Regions from separate parts of the Oryzias latipes genome. Here region 2 is linked to region 1. The links are chromatin contacts, called in public Hi-C maps. All regions are on one chromosome and are shown on one strand. The core of a region is the stretch at or near the end of the contact, and the rest is flanking DNA. Distances in the headings are between cores, read along the strand shown. Region 1 overlaps wdpcp (WD repeat-containing and planar cell polarity effector protein fritz homolog). Region 2 overlaps ehbp1 (EH domain-binding protein 1).

Evidence for each region. A called contact is a pair of places that touch in the nucleus more often than the background predicts.
Region 2: a contact with region 1 is called in a Hi-C map of embryo, with 2.2 times the contacts expected there. The contact joins two enhancer-like sites. A contact is called at or near these places in 3 of 5 Hi-C or Micro-C datasets (embryo and fibroblasts).

Annotation. Positions count from the first base shown.
Region 1 is chr15:11,928,352-11,931,370 of ASM223467v1, reverse strand. The region is part of intron 3 of wdpcp (WD repeat-containing and planar cell polarity effector protein fritz homolog); the gene reads right to left. Among protein-coding and RNA genes, the nearest start is that of wdpcp, 16 kb to the right of the region's middle. Within about 2 kb of position 1,505, at least 4 of the 8 cell types and tissues checked have an H3K27ac peak or open chromatin away from gene starts, as enhancers often do. A contact at or near this core is called in embryo, where this site is marked.
Region 2 is chr15:12,128,794-12,131,812 of ASM223467v1, reverse strand. The region is part of intron 5 of ehbp1 (EH domain-binding protein 1); the gene reads left to right. Among protein-coding and RNA genes, the nearest start is that of ehbp1, 25 kb to the left of the region's middle. Within about 2 kb of position 1,637, at least 1 of the 8 cell types and tissues checked has an H3K27ac peak or open chromatin away from gene starts, as enhancers often do. A contact at or near this core is called in embryo, where this site is marked.

The DNA.
Region 1 (3,019 bases), core at 256-2,755:
GGTGGAAATCCCACTGAAACGGCAGAAAACTTTTAGAAAAAAAAGAAAAAATAATTCTGTGCATTTAAATATACATAAAAAAGCATCCACCTGCAATCAGCTGCTAGTTTTCATGAGCATGGTCTACAAATCTCTCAGAAAAATGAAGGTCCCTTCCATGTCTCAATAGCACATTAATAAACTAAAATGACAAAATGAATAGCTGCACATAGAATACAAAAGACAGCCTATATAATAACTGAGCGGATCAGACTAATTAAGGAGGTCTGAGCTGCAGCAGCATGAGAACAAACAATAAATCTCTATAGAAACTTGTGAGCCAAAGCTTTCATAAACACCAAGACACGATAAAAATCCCTCTCAGAACTCATTTGCATGCTGGTTTCATGAAATATATTCATAATAACGAAGGGATTTAAAGACGATGTTTGTTTTTTTGCGGCCTTTCATGCTGAAGAGATCATCTGTGCTTTTATGTTCCTGCTGAAGGTAAACAAAAGGAACCAATGCCCAGTGAGCAGGAAGTGAAAAGAGCTGCCAAACATCTGTATGAAGGTATGCGTGCAAACATGAACCTGCAGGAGAAACCAGCCTTTGGACACAAGTGACTTCTTAGATCCAGGTTTGACTGCTGCCAAAAGCTGAAGGTACAGATATTCACTGCAGATGCTGAAAAACATTCTGGAAGTTTGGAAGGAATGGTAAACAGAGCTACAAATACTTCAAGATCTGCTTGAATAAACATGACAAAAAAAATTCCAAATTGATTTTAAAAAGTAATTTATTTCAATAAAGCCCCCTAAAATTTTCAGAATATTTCAACAGACAAAAAAAAAATAGAACTATGGCTATAACAATGAAAAATGTACCTCAAGTATTGACAAATTTTAAAAAGTAGATTAACAGAGAGAATTATCAAGCTTTTCAATGATCTTTGTAGCTGAAGATTTGCTGAACATCTCAGCTCTCAAAGAGAACAGTTGAAGCTTTTCTGTTGTTTTCAATGAGAATTTAGCGTTTTATATTTCAATAACTATAAAAGTGAGAAAACCTGAACTAAAAAGCAGTAATGGATCAAAACATTTTCACATCAGAAAGATTGATAGAGAGGCTAAGAGAGCTGAAGAACGTGCAAAAGAACCGGAAAATCTGAGAGTGTGGTGATGCTGAAGATGGCCACTCTGGTTTCAGACAGAAACTCAGACACATCTCCACAACAGACGTGCACCTGAAAGAATGCAGTCAAACCAGACACGTGCACACGCTCGGAGGGAAGCATGCAGGAGGCCTCATCCAACTTCACCAAGCTTTGTGTGCCACCATGGCGCTCATTATTTTAAAGAATATTTATGAAACGCTGTGAGCTGAACAGGTTCGCTTCACAAACATTTGCGCGCACGCCAACACACTGCAGTTTGCAGACACACACTCACACACACATGGCCCCAGCAGGCCGCCTGGGTCCTGGACAGCTGCCACACTCATTCTGACTGCTGGCTGGGGTTGCTGTGGGTTACCTCTCCCCCCCATACAGCGCTGTAGCTGTGTACAGTCAGCGTGCAGTGGGCTGGTGGTGGGGGGGGGGTGTGGAGTGTTGGTGGACTCAGGTTATTGTATCTGCCTCTGTGATGGTTGAGACTTTTCTGACATTAAAGAAGCAGGTCAGGGAAAACAGAGTCAGCTTTCAGGGGGGGGGGGGGGGGGGGGGGGGCCATAGCCCCCCAGCCTTTCATCTGTGCTCCTCTGGGCAGAGTGAGACAACATGTTCAAAGCCCAAGCAGGACGGTCTGTATACAGGAGACACAAAGACAACTCCATGTAAATATTGATGTGAGGCAGATTTTCTCTGGGTGAAAGAGGGACCTGGCAGCCGACCTTCACCTCTGCAGAAACACTGGATCAAACTCGGGATCAGCGACACAGACCCCAACATATAAGGAGTTCCTTTCAAGCAGATTATCAGATTGGTCTCTTCAAACTTTCATTTATGGTTAAAAAAAAAAGACATTGTTTTTAACTCAAACCAAATTAAAAGGCTGTTTGGTCAAAAAAAAAAAGGAACCGTTTCAAGGACTTGTCCCACTCTGGTCACCGTTTGTGACGTTATCTTTAGGCAACCTGAGGCGTTACATGAACACGGGTATCATGGCTCTAAATGCTGCTTTATAACATTCTGCAGCATTCTTCAGGTCATCATAATTTTTGGTCCTGCTGCACAAAGCTCTGATCCTTCACAGATAATGAAGTTGTCAAATGGTAAATAGTGTATACTTACTTATGTAGCACCTTTGTATCTTGATTCCAGCCCAAAGTGCTTTACAGTCACGTTCACTCGTTCAAACTAACATTCACACACTGATGGGGGATTGGCTGCCATATAACCTATAACCACCAGGAGCAATGTGGGGTTTAGTGTCTTGCCCTTTGACTGTAAATGAGAAGAGGACTAAGTGACCCCTCCGCCCTCATGTTTTAGATGTAAGTACCTGCTGGTTCCCATAGACTTTGATAAAGAAATAAACAGCTATTAATCAGTCATTCTATTTGTCAGAATAACCATTCTTGCTCTGTTAGCTTTTTTTAACATGGTCTTGATAATCCTAAATTTCATGTGTTTTTTCTCTTCATTTCAAATTATTCAAGTTATAACCTGACCGATCAGATGCCTCAATAAAAGTATGTGGTCTCACGCCAAACGTTAAAAACGTATGACTGACAGATTTTGTGTAGATTTTGTGTTTAGTCCGCATTAAACTGGTAGGGGTGTGGCCTTCCAACAAGCTCACACCTGATTGGCAAGAATGGTTGCCATAGAAATGTTGACTCAGACCAACTCAGACCAATCATTGCTTACTGATGACTTCTGGCTCCAACATGGCGGCGTCTGAATCACAAAAGGATTGACTTCACTTTGTTGGAGCGGGAAATAAACCATTGTCTATGGATGGCGTCACACTCAGTCCAGTTCTCATATACAGTCAATGGTCTTGCCTAAGGATACTTCGACACCAAATCTCCG
Region 2 (3,019 bases), core at 388-2,887, 200 kb before region 1:
AGAGGGGGGTGATGCTGGCCCCAAGAAGGACCCCCAAGACCAAAATATGTAGGTGTGGAGAAAATATTTGTAGTGAACTTTCTGTTTGCAAGGACTTATTCACTTTACGTATGTCAGACTGAGTGACAGTAGACGGGGCTCTGCCTCTGTGTGCCTTGATGAAGAGTGAAGAAGACGCACAGGTCAGCCGGCGGTTTCTGACCAGAGCGTGGGAGAGAGCAAGAAAGGCAGAGGAAAACGACAAGTTTGTGGGTTTGCCCGTGTTTCTGCATACCTGACTAATGAGAGAAGGATCAAAGGACCTTCTGACAGCAGGAATGAAGAAGAGGAAGGAATGATGGGAGGGGACCAGCTGCCCTCACACTCTCACACTCTTGCTCCTGCTTGATGATTACCAACTGAAACAGCTCACATCTGCTGGCACCTGATAAGAAGAAACCTCAAAACTATGGAGACATTTTCACTCTTGCTTGGTTGGCGCTGACATGCCTCTTTAATACAAACACGGTACTTTTCTTATGCCGGACACAAGTAGCATAGTAAATCTGTTTATTACATTTGTTGAAGTTTTTATTCGCAAACTTAATTCAGTTGATTATTTCGTTGTGAGAACATCAGAAAATCATTTTTAGATTCATTGGATCTTCTGATTCTTTGTTAGGTTCGTCCTCATCTGAGCTGGCATCTGACTCAAACCCTAACCCTGCTTCAGTCATTTGAACTACTGCTGCTCTGCAGAAACTAGGTCCTAGAAAGCGACACAGGTTTTTGGATATTGTCTAAAAACGCCGTAATCATAAATAAAAGACCGCTGGGAAGGATTTTACAGTAGCTCAAAAGAGGATTGGTGTGGGACTTTAAGCCTCTATTTATAAGGTACTTTTCTGACACTGCTTCGTATGTGTCAAAAAGCTCAATAAAAGGATTGAGATTGTGATTGCAGGTTTGATTCCCACCCTGCATATCCATGTGTCTGAGTGTCGTCAGGCTAGAAACTGAACCCCAAATTTCTCCCAATGGTCTGTTTAGTGCCTGGCGTGGCAATTCTGTCAGCATCTGTGAATGAACAGATGTGAATGAATGAACGGGATCAAGACTGTAAAGTATTTGGGCCTTGAAGAAGATGAGCACTATATAAATGCACAGCATTTTTTTCATTTTTTTAATGTATTTTTTTATCCTGAGTTTGTTCTCACGCATACCAACTAGTGTTGACCGAATAACTTGTTTTAAATTTGATCATTTTTTAGTTCTTTAGCTTACTATAGCTGTTAGCATTTACTCTTGCATTTGTGCTGGAAATCTGTTCATTTTCGGTCTTATTTGGAATGCTGATAATATTAGTGACCACTGGAGGGCAGTCTAGCACAAGAATGGGCATTCTTTCTAAGCAGCTGCTTCTAAATGCTGCTTACAAATGGGTTCTTCGTGTCAGCTTTATGTTTGTCTGCTTTTGAATGTCAGCGGTTGGGGGGCTCTGGCTACGTTTGTTTATGTTGAGACGTGTGGATGAAGTGCACCCGCATTGTAAAACTGAGACCAGTAGAGAAATTCAGGCCCTCTGCCATGCCTCCCCTTCTAGGGAAGTTAGTTTGAAGTCAGCACACACGAGTGCCGCTCTTTTCACAAGGACCAGAAGAAGAAGGAGAGGTGAGTTCTCCTGACCCCTCATCAGGCAGCGAAGGACAGAGGGGGAAGAATACGCCATTGTGCCCGAGCGCTGGAGATGATGAAATTCAAGATCCCAGAGCTGTGGCTGCGTCTTAATCTTAGGGCCCAACCTCGCTCTGCTCTAATCCCTCACTGTCAAATTACTGGCCCTGGCTAGATTGTATTTTGTCATTGAAAATGGCGGTGTCAAACACTACCTTTTTCTCTCCTCTATTTGTTCATCTGCCAGGGCGAATCACATAATCAGAAGATGGAGAGGGGGGTGAAGGCTGCAAACGGCTGCACAGTAGTATCTCCAAATTGCATGCTACCCTTGCCTTTCACCCTCTTTCAAACAGGCACATATTATCAAAAAGGTGGGCAAATTGAGAGTTAAGATTGGATGGCTACATTTAAAGGCATTGTGCAGACGGGCTCTTTTGTATATGCATGGTGCAGGGGGTTAATGTGTGTATGTATGGCCGCGTGTATTCTTACTCGGTTAGCATATCAGCCAAAGCTGGAGATTGGAGACCAACTTCCCTCATCTTCAAAGCTTTGTGGGAGGATTTAAATACCACACACAGAGGACAGTTGTATTAAAGTGAGAAGCTATCATGTCTGAATATATTGAATATATACAGCCATCCAGACTCCAAAGCCCCCATCTTTGTGCTCCTCCCCCATCGCTCAGCATTGAAGTCAACATTTTCCTCACTTGCATTACAGCAATGCCACTTAAGAGGGAGGACATTTCTGAGCTCTGCCTTTTGAGAAAACCCATACCTTTATTGTGAAATTTCCATTGACAAGTTTTTTTAGCGCAACACTGCAGCAACTTTTCATCAAATTGATCAACACACACAAAAAATGAATGAAGACTTTTATTTTTGTTTGCATAGATTTTCATAGAATAGATTTTAAGTTCATGCAAACATTAGGAAAACATTAATCATTTAAATTTGCTACTATAGATTCCTAAAAGAAAATTTGTGGTAGTTTTTGTTCTGGTAGTCCACTTTTGCTGGTTTACTATAACTCTGTCTTTAATCTCAGATTCAGGCATGTTCACAAATATAATCTTTTAAGGTGGCTAATTAGGATGGGTTTACTAAATCAATTTATTGCAAACAAATGTATCTTTCCTAAAAAAAAAACAATATTGATTCTTAAATTCACAAAATAAATTATTGTTATGTTTCTCAGGCAACAGTTTTGTTTATTATAGACATAAGAAAGTTTGACCTTTTGTTTGGTTTAAGTATTTATTTATTTGAAAACAAAATATTTTAGAATAGAAACGTTACTAACAGATATTTAACTTGCAATCAAAAAACAGTCTGAAACTTCACAGGTAGGTGGCACTAAA